2 separate regions of the Drosophila melanogaster genome follow, and region 2 is linked to region 1. Evidence: chromatin contacts called from public Hi-C data. All regions are on one chromosome and are shown on one strand. The core of a region is the stretch at or near the end of the contact, and the rest is flanking DNA. Distances in the headings are between cores, read along the strand shown. Region 1 holds the start of lncRNA:CR44974 (long non-coding RNA:CR44974). Region 2 holds the start of lncRNA:CR44868 (long non-coding RNA:CR44868).

The links. A called contact is a pair of places that touch in the nucleus more often than the background predicts.
Region 2: a Hi-C map of the Kc167 cell line shows a contact between it and region 1, with 2.8 times the contacts expected there. A contact is called at or near these places in 7 of 107 Hi-C or Micro-C datasets (the Clone 8 cell line, the Kc167 cell line, the S2 cell line and 1 more) and 3 of 7 datasets of targeted methods (the Kc167 cell line and the S2 cell line).

What each region holds. Positions count from the first base shown.
Region 1 is chr2L:15,744,681-15,747,726 of dm6, forward strand. lncRNA:CR44974 (long non-coding RNA:CR44974) reads left to right here and starts at 1,577. Exons shown (of 2, transcript NR_124289.1): 1 at 1,577-1,780; 2 at 1,839-2,320. The region is part of intron 1 of CycE (Cyclin E); the gene reads right to left.
Region 2 is chr2L:15,911,150-15,914,195 of dm6, forward strand. It overlaps lncRNA:CR44868 (long non-coding RNA:CR44868), which reads left to right and starts at 1,409. Exons shown (of 1, transcript NR_124298.1): 1 at 1,409-1,960. All of the region lies in intron 2 of beat-Ib (beaten path Ib), which reads right to left. lncRNA:CR44867 (long non-coding RNA:CR44867) reads left to right here and starts at 542. Exons shown (of 1, transcript NR_124297.1): 1 at 542-913.

The DNA.
Region 1 (3,046 bases), core at 327-2,826:
CTTTCGAAGGTGGCAAGCACTTGGAGGATCATGAGCAGAATTGAAAGGTGTTGACTAGGATTTGAATAGATCATATAAGGAGTGTTTAGGTGGGTCAAACAAAAGAAAATGTTGGGAAAATATACAAAATTCACGACACTGAATCATCAAAAACTTGATGCTCTTACTTTTTTCAAAATCACTTCTAAGAAAAACAATTTATTTCCCCATGGTTTAAACTGGCCAAATCTAAACATAAGCGGCTGATTTTCGGCACGATCATGACATAATCGAAAAATTAAGTATACAAAAATCCACCCCATCAACAATACACCACCCACCCCCCACGCACACCCCCGCCGCGATCGCTCCAAAAGTTTAACGGCGCAAAAAGCGAACACGCAAACTAAAAAACGTCAAAAGAATGCAAAAAATAAAGAAGAAAGCAAAAATTGCGAAGAAAACAACAACAAAATGAATGTGGCAGGTAAATGGAAGCAGAGGAGAAGAGGAAAGAACGAAGATGGCGCGAAGCAAGGTGGAGACGAAGGGGAAGCGAAAGCAAAACGCCGAGAAATATCAATGAACTCCATTCTCCACTTGGCAGTCTATCTCGCTCACTCATTGGTTGGGAGCACGTACATAGAGTAACTACTCACAAAAATAAATATAACCACGATTTTACAATAATTAAAATACTATTATTAATTCTACATATGTAAACATACATACATATGTATGTACGTAGATTGTGGGTAAGGGCTAAATGCCACTACCAATCTTTTTCTTCGTGTACCAAAGATATTTGCGCCACTTTTGACATAATTCATTATTTTGTTCTTCACTCGTTTACTCCATTTTGCTTTGAACCTCTGCTTCGTGTTCGTCAAGTTTTCGAAAGGTCCGTCGACTGATCGGCGATTTTCCGAATTTTTTCGACGTCGCAGTCAAATGCTCTCTTTTTTTCCGTTTTAGAGCGCAGTACTAAAACGTTTTTGTTTGTTGTTGGTGTTGGGAAGGGGAAAATAACTTGACTCGCTGTTCTGATTGGAATAAAACGGAAGAGAGCGAGAGAAAGAGAGCTTACTCTCTCTCTTAGCGAGCGCATTTCTTCCAAGTTTGTGCTTGTGTGTGTGTCATTGGAGGAAGCGTATAAAAATGAAATGAGCATGGGAAAAGAATGGAGAAACGCAAAGTGGCGCGAATTAGGCGTTTGGGCTGGGGCAGTTTTGTTTTACCGCCCAAAATCTATGCGAATGGCGGGAAAAAGTGCAATTCGGGCGGGAGAAAGATTAGAAAGTTGGCCCAAACAGCAGGGTAAACCATAAGCTGCATCTCAAGCCTTCTATAGTAAGAAAAGCTGTAATAGTTCACTGAACTCCCGTTACGCATTAGAAACTCAGTGCACTTTTAGACGTGATTAGAAGCTTTCATTTATTTCATAGGATTTTCCAATTTGTTCCCATTGGATAACGGTTTAATTCTAATAGGACACTTTTCCTTATAGGGGGAACACTAAAACACTGTGTGGGGGAGACAATTTGTAGTTGGACACCCCGTCTCTTGCCAATCAGAAAGCAACGGTTAAATCCTACAGCGTGTCAATTTTCTTATAAGAGGATGTTGTATTTGTAGCAAAAAATGCAAAGACACGACGGCAAACGCAGCATTCTCTCCCGCTCTTTCCTTCACTGTTCCACACACACTTGTCACCGCACACGCGTCATAAATTTTATTCCACTCTGAATAACGTATTGCCTTTTATCCACTAAAACCATTGTGCAATTGGTTTTACCTTCTAGTAAGCGGAAAAATGCTTAACATAATATCCCCGGTGTTTTCACTTGTTTTTCTTAAAGGGAATTGAACAACGTTTTTCGAGAGTTTTTCGTCGTCGTCGTCGCCGGCCACGAAAAAACTTCACGAGCAGCGGAGCGGCGGCAGCAAAGTGATCGCTTTGGAACCGAAAAAAAAATTGGTGGAACTGGGTATCAAAAGCAGCGACGTCGACTGCGGCGAGTGTGCATGAGGAACGCGCCAAAACAGGCGGATCCGAAGCGCCAAAAAATGCAACAAACACAGGGGGCAACTTTGTTGTACTCTAGGGGAGGGACGGAGATGGGGCGAGCATCTCCAGCGCAAAGAACAGAGCGTGAGAAAGCGAGACGGGGCGATGAAGCCGCTGGTGGCAAGCTTGGCATTTTATTGAATGGAGTCTGCAATTGGAGTCCCCAGTCCCCAACAGGCTAGTCAGACTACAATTGGAGGTTCGACGTCCAGTCAGCTGGGTGGTCGAAAAACAGCTGACGAGGATGCCAGAAGGGCGGATTTAGTCGGATATATCGTGGTTATATATAAATACCTAAGATTTATTTCTATGTCATATGCCAATTTTAATTCAAATATGACCTTCAGAAAATAAATATTTAAATTTTAATATGAAACTATTTTTTTTAATATATTTTTAAAGCGCTCCAAAATCAATTCAAGGTTAAAATAAATTTATCTTGAAGGGTATTCATAAATCTTTAAAATTTTAATTATTTATTTATTCTTCAGAAGCCTGAAATTACATGGTTTAATATGCTTTTCTAGTAGTTTTTATGAACTGCAGCCAAATAACATATGACAAGATGACTGAGGTCGAACTAGGTGGTAACGCTGCTTTGAAACCAAACAAACCACTGCCACTTTGTTGTTTTCATCGATTAACATTCGAGCATTTTTGGCACCAACTTCGAGCGCTTATAAATCAGGTAAGCTAAATGAAAAACCATGCGTGCCTATAACCAATTGAAAGATCAAAACTCGCAGAATCTGATTTTTCACTAAAATCGAAAATCCCGTTCAATTCGGCCAAATTAGAATCGATTGAACTTGATGATTTCCCGCGCGCGGGAACCCGACGTCGGCGCGCGCTGCTGACAGCGATGACAGCTGCGCGCGCAAAGAGAAGGCGCGGAAGAGAGCGCGAGAGGGGCAGGGGAACAGAGAGAGAAAGAGGCAAAAACGTCGACGTCGCTGCTCACGTTTTTTTTCCATTACTTTTCGACTGCTACAATATCGA
Region 2 (3,046 bases), core at 159-2,658, 170 kb after region 1:
AACTCATCCGCCGACGTACAGTGTCATTCATATGTATAAATATAATTTGACAAATTTGTACGGATGTTTCAAATAATAACAAACAACAAAACAAGGTATATGGATATGTGATGTGCAGATATATCAAGTTTTTAAAAATCTGGGAGATATTAAATTTCCGCAAGATTTTGTTCTATAAAACAATCTCATCGAGTGCGAATGTTTTTTCATTGATTGCGTCCACTGTACATGGCAGATACAGATACATTTGCAGATACGAACGCAGTGTGGATTCAGATACATTTCGTTCACTAGCGCTGTCTGTTCGCCTGGTCGTCGAGCAAAGCCGGCTATCGATTTCTACATAAAAAACGAAAGTGAATTTCATCCGGACGGCTGCGCGTTGGATGCTCTTCGCTGACCCACTTTTTTGGGCGCGTTCGCTGACCCCGATTGGCCCAAGGTTCAACGCTCCAAGTTGAGTGGCCGCCAACGGTGTCATGTTCAGGGCCCGTCCCTGACCCATCGAGGGCCCCAGCAGCACAAGCAGCACAAGCAGCACCACCAAAACCACTGGCACCCACCGATCGACGATTGAAAGAAAAATCAGACGCCTGTTGCGCCTACCAGGCGATCAGACAACTCAGCGCGTGACGCTGTAGAAACGGTGCTTTCTTTTTCGACGGGTCAACGAACCCGGGCTCCAAATTTCGGAGATCGTTGACCGCCCCGGTGGTGGGAGAGTAAGAGAGACGGCAGTTGGTGGTGAGAGAGAAACAGCGAGCGAACTGCGAACGGAACAAGTCTGAGTGAGAGGGTGAGTGGAATAAGAGAGGGAGACAAGTTGCTCGTGTTCAGCGGCAGAGAGACCGCTGACACACTTACACTTTTGATTGCCTCTGCAATCAGTTTCACAGTACGCACTAGATAGGGGAAAAATATATTCTCACTTTCTCAGTAAATTAAATTTTGGAATTATTATACATATTATAAGTAAATAAAGTAAAAAGCAGTTTTAAAAATAACGGTTAGCTTACCGCATTTTTAATTATAATTGTATTACAATTTCACTGTAGAATTTGAATTTGTATTGTATTTTCGATTCCATAACTAAGAATTGTGCTCATCATATCGAAGTTTTCCTGTAGCTTATGGCATGGTAGCAACAGTGAACTTAGTATTATATTTACCGAGCAACAAATTGTTATTCCGAACCGTAAAATGCATGACTACATCTCAGCTGCTAAACATCATTAATGGGTAGCTTGTCGTTTTCCATAGAAAACGCTCGAAAAGCAAGAGCGGCACTGGAAATGTTTATAAACTTTAATGATCGCATACCCCTCCTCACGCGAAAAAACATTATTTTTTTGTTAAATACGAAATTATAAACTTTTCATACCAAGCGACCAGAAACCATTTGAAAGTCGTTTGTCGAGTGCATCTCGCACGCTCCACTCGAGTGAATAAGTGCCAAGGTTGAATTTGACTTGTGTAACCGAGCTATGGAGCAGAGTGGCCGCAGCGGAGGGGCAGAGACCCCGCTCACAAGCTGTGACACACACAGCTGGAAAGAGATCGAGAATGATGTCGTCACTAGCCCTAGAATTTCCAAGTTCCCGAATCAGCCGTTGGGCAATAGCTTCAGATACATTTTGTATCCGGGGAGCCTAGGAAAGCACTTTCCGTTTGTATCGCCGCTCTTCCACGCTGACCATTTATCCAAAATCCCAGGCGTTCAGTGATCTGGTGGAAGTACTTACGTTATGGATAAATTTGATTTTTACTGTGCACTTGGAGAAAACAATTAGTTAAGAACTCAAACAAAATTAAGCTTTAAAGCAACGATTTCAATTTTTTCGTTGCCTAATAGGTACAACTAAAAACTGTATATTATAACTTGTTCCTAATAATATTCCGTTAATAATAAAAAACTAAAAAAGCAGGCATGCGTGTATAAGCTTTAAACTAACCAATTTACAAAAATATATTGTTTAAAAAAACTGAAATCTTGTTTTCTTTGTGTTTTACAATATAGTCGACAGATATCTTTTAAAAATTGCATACATTTTTTCAATAAATGTACATACATATGTATGTATATATATATATATATGTAATGTGAATAAGTCAGATTACGACTTAAAAATAAAAATAGTTTCTTTCAGTGCTTATATGTTTAGGCAAATTAGTCTAAAGCTTTGTGAGAGTGCCAATAAGCAAATTACCCCAGTCCCAGACCCCCCCATTGGTATAAAAAGCAAACAGACGAATACATATACGTATGCATATATTATTTCAATACACGTGCGCACACAATCATTATCTGAACACAAACCCATATCTGTATGTGAACGAGCGTATGTAGCTGTGTGGGTTCAGTCATAATGCCACTTATCAGTGGGTAGACGTCGCCATGCTTTTAAACGCTGCTCGCCTATTCGAATTAGTACAAAATAATACCGTATTTCCTAGAAGCTTACGGATTCACCGTTACGCCGTAGTCTCCCAGTGGATGTGAGAGGGACGGCATAAAGCGAGGAGAGCAACAACAAAAGGGCAATTTAGTACGCTTTTCGTATATACGTGCGTTTGTACATATTACGCATACGCTCCGTTGCCTCGATCATAAACAAGTACCGGTCGGCGCCAATGGGTGTAAATGTTTTTATTTTGTTTATATCAAAATTTAACAACAATTCGGATGGAAAAGTTTAAAACATTTTAAATAGTTTGCTTATAGAACAGGCGACCAGCACATTGAAATAGCATTCGGTTGCACCGAAAAAGCAAAATAGGCACCCGGTCAACGAATTGAATTTCACGTTCTCGTCGCTGTTTCGGCTTTTTTAGTAAAAGTTATGCGTCATCAGTTCCGAGAACTCAGCAAAAGCTGGAAATGATAAGCAAGCGATTGTGGATCGATCGTCACCAGCTGCTTATGCTATACCCGATCCAGACCCGTTTTTGTTTCGGTTCCCACTAAGCGAACGGTTATTAATTGTTTGCGTTTTAATTAAAGTAGAGTGAAAGTATGGCAAAATTCTGTCATTTATTTATAGCATGA